2 separate regions of the Sus scrofa genome follow, and region 2 is linked to region 1. The links are chromatin contacts, called in public Hi-C maps. All regions are on one chromosome and are shown on one strand. Each heading gives the region's core, a stretch centred on a gene start, on an enhancer-like site or on the middle of the called end of the contact. The rest is flanking DNA. Distances are from core to core; before and after follow the strand shown. Region 1 holds the start of MIEN1 (migration and invasion enhancer 1). Region 2 holds the start of PGAP3 (post-GPI attachment to proteins factor 3).

Region 1 (2,700 bases), core at 181-2,680:
GGGAGCCCTCAGCAGGACCAAAGGGGCAACCAAGGCTTGGATCCCAAAAGAGCAGGAACCTAGAAACACATGTAGTCACAGGATGACGCAGGGAGGGCGGCTATTGGTAATCTTTTCTAGGGGTTCTCCGTTACTGGCTCTTCGGATGGCCTCAATGAGCTAGAAGGCAGAGACAGGGAATGGGATGATGCATTCGTTGTGGGGGCAGGGCGAGCCGGGGATCTTCCCAGCATTGCAAGTACTCACATCTTTCTCGTAAGGAAAGCCCCCATTCTCCAGCTTGGAGAACACCAGCTGTCCATTGATTTCGATCTCAAAGGCCCCTGGTATTAAACAAACGGATGAATGAACTGGATGCTGAGAACAGGTAAGAGTCAGGGGAAGCCCTCCAAAGTGGGGCCCTCCCCACTCTTAGATTTAACACCGGCTCTTTCTTGTCCCTCGCTGGCCCCATGAGGACTCTAGAAAGCCATTTGCCAACCCTGTATCAAAGCCAGAGGAACCTAATAATGGAGGCGTCTCAGTGTATCTTTCCCTTGAACTCAGCCTCATAACTCAATAAAAGGTTCCCTCCCCTCCAACTCTGCACTTCAGTCTCATCCGTTTTCCCCAACAGGCTTCATCTGTGACCCGCCTCACCAGGTAGGGGCCTTACGTTGGTTGGCCGTTTTACTATGTGCCACTCACTACTGTACACGATGTGAAACAGCCAATACAGAGTTCCCGTTGTGGCTCAGTGGTTAACGAACACTACTAGCATCCAGGAGGATGCGGGTTTGATCTCTGGCCTCGATCAGTGGGTTAAGGATCCAGCGTTGCCATGAGCTGTGGTGTAGGTTGCAGACGTGGCTTGTATCCTGCGTTGCTGTGGCTGTGGTGTAAGCTGGCTGCTACAGCTCCGAATCGACCCCTAGCTTGGGAACCTCCATATGCTGTGGGTGCGGTCCTAAAAAGACAAAAAAGAAAAAAAAAAAAAAAAAAAAAAACCTCAAAACAGCCAATGCCAGAGCCAGAAAGTGGTAGAGCTGGGATTTAGAACACTGACTCAGCAGGTGTTCTGCGGCCTCACCTGTGCCCCCCAGGCGCGACTCGATCTCGATGCCCGGATACTGCTCCTTCACGGCACTCGCCAGCTCCAGGTAGGTCGCTTCGAAGCCGCAGGGTTCACTAGGGAGAAGACACCTGGGGTCCACTTGGATTTCGGGAAAGGTTACTCCAGTGGACCCACCCTCGTTCAGCCCGAATCCTCGCACTGGCCGGAGCCGCTCACCAGTACTCAACCACGATGCGGACCCCACTGCCCGGTTCGATCTCCCCGGGAGGGGGCGCTACGGATGTCGGCCCTGTCTCCCCGCTCATTGCCTTGCCGCCGGCTCCCCTCTGCCGCTGCTTCCGGGTATGACGAGACGCCGCGGGCACGTGACGGGGCGGGGCCGCCGGACGGGGCCGCTCCTTACGTCTGGGCGCCCCCTGCAGGCCACGGCGGCTGCTACGTTTTGACCCCATCGCCAGCTTGAAGGGCAGGTGGGTCCAGACCACTTTCCTGCTCCCGGGCTATCAGAGGGCCTAACTTGCCGTGCACCTGGTGTCTGCTGGACTTCACGGTCTTATTTAATCTAATGAAATGTCTTAGACTGCAAAACGCTCTCCAGTTTACAAAAGGAAGGGAAAGTGGGGCAAGCGGACCCAGAGCCTGGGTTTGGCTGATGCGATAGAACAGTTGCCATTTCTCGCTAACATGCTGATGGCATTTTAAACCACTCAATAGTTACACGGTCACGTACTTCTGACTCTTAAGCGCTAGACTGCAGGCACAGTCTGGGCAATCGCTACCACTCTCCTGCCTTCGAAAACCTGAGGCTCTGAGCCTCCCATTCTGTAGGCTCTATGCTGCCATCACGTTCACGTTCACCTCCCGTCTCCTCCTTGCTTCGCAATAAAGAGCTGGGGGCGGGGGGACTGAGAAGGGAGTTCCCGTCCTGACTCAGCGGTTAGCGAACTAGCATCCACGAGGACTCCAGTTCAATCCCTGGCCTCGCTCAGTGGGTTAAGGATCCGGTGTTGTGAGCTGTGGTGTAGGTCGAAGACAGGGCTCAGATCCCCTGCAGCTGTGGCTCTGGCGTAGGCCAGCGGCTACAGCTCCGATTCGACCCCTAGCCTGGGAACCTCCAAATGCTGCAGGTGTGACCCTAAAAAAGACAATAAATAAATAAAGAGCTGGCTTCTTTATTTCCATTTTGCAGTTTTTGAAATGGAGGCTGACTCTCTGTCTCTTCTCTCCCTGGGGACATCCTTACAGGTTACCAAACCTAGCATTTCTTTAAACCATTCTTTTTTGGAGTTCCCGTTGTGGCGCAGCAGAAACAAATACAACTAGCATTTATGAGAGTGTGGGTTCGATCCCCGGCCTCGCTCAGTGGGTTTAGTATTGATTTGTAAGTGTTCTTTATATACCTTTGACCCTTGAACAATACAACATTGAACCATGCAGCACTTATGCATGGATTTTTTTCAATAAATACATAATACATAATCCAAGGTTAGTTGAACCTGAAGATGGAAACCATGGATAGGAAGGGCTGACTGTGAAGTTATACTTAGATTTTCTACAGCTCAAGGGTTGTCGGCACCCCTAACCTCTGCATTGTTCAAAGGTCAACTCTATTCTAGATACCAAGTCCCTAGTCAGATTATGATTTG
Region 2 (2,700 bases), core at 68-2,567, 42 kb before region 1:
AAGCTGCTGGATGTGCCCATATCTGCCCAGGGCCTCCACTCTCTGTTTCCTCTGTCTGGCATGCAAAGCGGATAGTAAAGAGAACACACTTGTAGTCAAACAAGCCAGAACAGAAAACTCTGCTTTACCACTTACTAGCTGTGTGACTTTGGGCGGGGCACTAAACCTCTCTGAGTCTCCCATCTATAAAAATCAGGTTAAGAGAATCGACCTCAAAGGTTTGTTGTGAAAATTAACTGAATAAGTGCCCACTATGGCCACAGATCTAAATTTAATGTATCCATCTGGAAGCCCTTCCTTTACAGAATGTTCCAAAACAATCACTGCCCCCACATTTTCAAAGCCAGAAATGATTCCTCCCTCCCCTACATGCTCCTACTGCTTAATCGCTTAGGGCTCAAATCGTCCTCTGCAGGAATTACCATCCTGGCTCACTACTCATCCAGACTAGTATCCATGAGGACGTGGGTTAGATCCCTGCCTCGCTCAGTGTGTTAAGAATCCTGCTGTGATGAGCTGTGATGTAGACTGCAAACACTGTTCAGATCCGGCATTGCCGTGGCTGTGGTATAGGCCGGCAGCTGCAGCTCCAAGTCAACCCTAGCCTGGTAATTTCCAAATGCTGCAAGTGCGTCCCTAAAAATAAATAAATAAATAAATAAATAAAAATAAATTGTCCTCTTCCTTGTATTTGAGAAGGCTGAAGTCCCAGGTAGGGACTCAAAGTCCCTAAGGGCTGGACCCTGGTCTGATTTCAGTGTCATTCCAGGGATTTGTACCCAGGAGGTGGTAAATGCCCATTTGACTAAGTAAGAAAAAGTAAATGAAGCTCCTGGCTGATGAGGATCACCAGAGCTTCCACTCATCTTATGTTCATAATGGATTCAGGGGAGGAACGAAAACACACACTGCAGGGGTAGCAACTGGGGGCGAAGGGGCGGGGCCAAGATAAATGGGCGGGGTCTACCGCGGGGTGGGGCTTACCTGCTAGACTCATGTAGATTGGCTGGTGGGAGCGGAAGTGCTTCAGTGCGCCCCCGGAGCAGTTCCGCTCCTCGCACTGGAGCAAGCAGTCACGGTACACCGGCTCTCGGTCGCCCTGTGAACCGCTTGCTAGTGCGGCTGCTCCGGCTAGCAGCAGCAGCCGCGCCGTCCGCCAGGCCATCCCTTCACCCTGGCCCTCCGCCGGCGGAGGAACTTAAGTTCTCTCACTTCCGGGATAGCCGGAAGTGCCTTGTGTTCTTTCGCAAACTCTCCGCTGACGTCCACCCTAGTTTAAATAAAAGTTCCCGGATTTTTCTGGGCGCCTGCCCCGCCTCCTGTCTTATTCTTATCTGCATAAAACGTGCGAAAGGGTTAGGGAAGGGAGACGCCAGGTGAGTTAAGAAGCAAAATAAAGTTGTATTTTATCAACATCCGTGTTCTTTTTTCTCCGGGGTCTCTTAATTTGAACTGGGGCTGTTTTTCGGTTCCCAGCCTTATCGGATTTCCACTTCCTAATGTACCTGAAACTGTCCACTTTTCTCCTTCTCCACTGTCACCACCACCCTGTTTAAAGTCATCAGGGAGTTCCCATCGTGGCGCAGTGGTTAATGAATCCGACTAGGAACCATGAGGTTGCGGGTTCGATCCCTGCCCTTGCTCAGTGGGTTAACGATCCGGTGTTCCCGTGAGCTGTGGTGTAGGTTGCAGACGCGGCTCGGATCCCGCGTTGCTGTGGCTCTAGCATAGGCCGGTGGCTACGGCTCCGATTCGACCCCTAGCCTGGGAACCTCCATATGCCGCGGGAGCGGCCCAAGAAATAGCAAAAAGACAAAAATAAAAAAATAAATAAAAATAAAAAAATAAAGTCATCAGCATCTGTCACCGAGGCAGCTGTAGTAGCTTTTTAACACATCTCCCTGCCTCTACTTAAACCCCCTCCAGCCCATGCTCCAATTTCAAAAATTCAATTTTGATCATTTCACTTTTTCCTTCTTAAAATTCTTTCCAGGCTCTCACTTACCTCAGGATAAAATCGTAACTCCACAAGCCCTGCAGGATCTGGCTCCTGCCTACTGGTCTCCCTCACTACTCTGCCTCTGACCCACTTCAAGGGGCCATGTCTCTCAAGCTCCCTAGCTTTACCCCGTCTGTATCACTCTTAATCCCACTCCTGCTGATTTTTCTAGTCTCAAAATAAAGACTACTTCTGAGGGTGATAACACCTGGAAGGTGATATACAGTGGTCTGTTTTCCCTGGCAGAGTGAGGACCTCTGCTGTCTTGTTTTACTACTCTACTACCAGTACTAGTAGAGAATTTGGCTCAGGGTAGGCGCTCGCTAAGAACGCGGTTTTTTTGTTTGTTTTTAAGTGAATGAATAACGTAATTCGGCGTAAGAATTTGTGTGCCAAACCAAGGCTGTCAAATCACCAGAGTGATTCAGATGACGTTGAGGTAGGAGAGGGAGGTGTAGTATTTCAAGGAATATTAAGAGGAGGATCTTTGGGAATAGGAGGACGTTTGCTTTAGTATCACCCCTCCTCCCCACTCTATCCCCAGCACAAGCACACAACCCGTCTGATTGAAGCACCGACGCCTTATAGCTAGATGCATAATTAGTGTGGGTGCAGATTAATGACTGCCTTTCCTCCTGTCCACTCTCTCCACCCCTGGCCAACTTTTTCTTTTTATCTTGGGAGATGGAATGAACCGAAAG

The links. Hi-C and Micro-C count contacts between places; a contact is called where the count stands out from the background.
Region 2: a contact with region 1 is called in a Hi-C map of liver, with 1.8 times the contacts expected there. The contact joins the promoter of PGAP3 here to the promoter of MIEN1 in region 1. A contact is called at or near these places in 1 of 5 promoter capture datasets (liver), 13 of 47 Hi-C or Micro-C datasets (blood, embryonic fibroblasts, fetal skeletal muscle and 3 more) and 1 of 2 datasets of contacts at active chromatin or transcription factors (skeletal muscle).

What each region holds. Positions count from the first base shown.
Region 1 is chr12:22,586,924-22,589,623 of Sscrofa11.1, reverse strand. It overlaps MIEN1 (migration and invasion enhancer 1), which reads right to left and starts at 1,430. Exons shown (of 4, transcript XM_003131517.5): 1 at 1,271-1,430; 2 at 1,070-1,167; 3 at 247-323; 4 at 1-159. The coding sequence starts at 1,359. The coding sequence ends at 76.
Region 2 is chr12:22,629,036-22,631,735 of Sscrofa11.1, reverse strand. It overlaps PGAP3 (post-GPI attachment to proteins factor 3), which reads right to left and starts at 1,317. Exons shown (of 7, transcript XM_013979725.2): 1 at 985-1,317. The coding sequence starts at 1,165.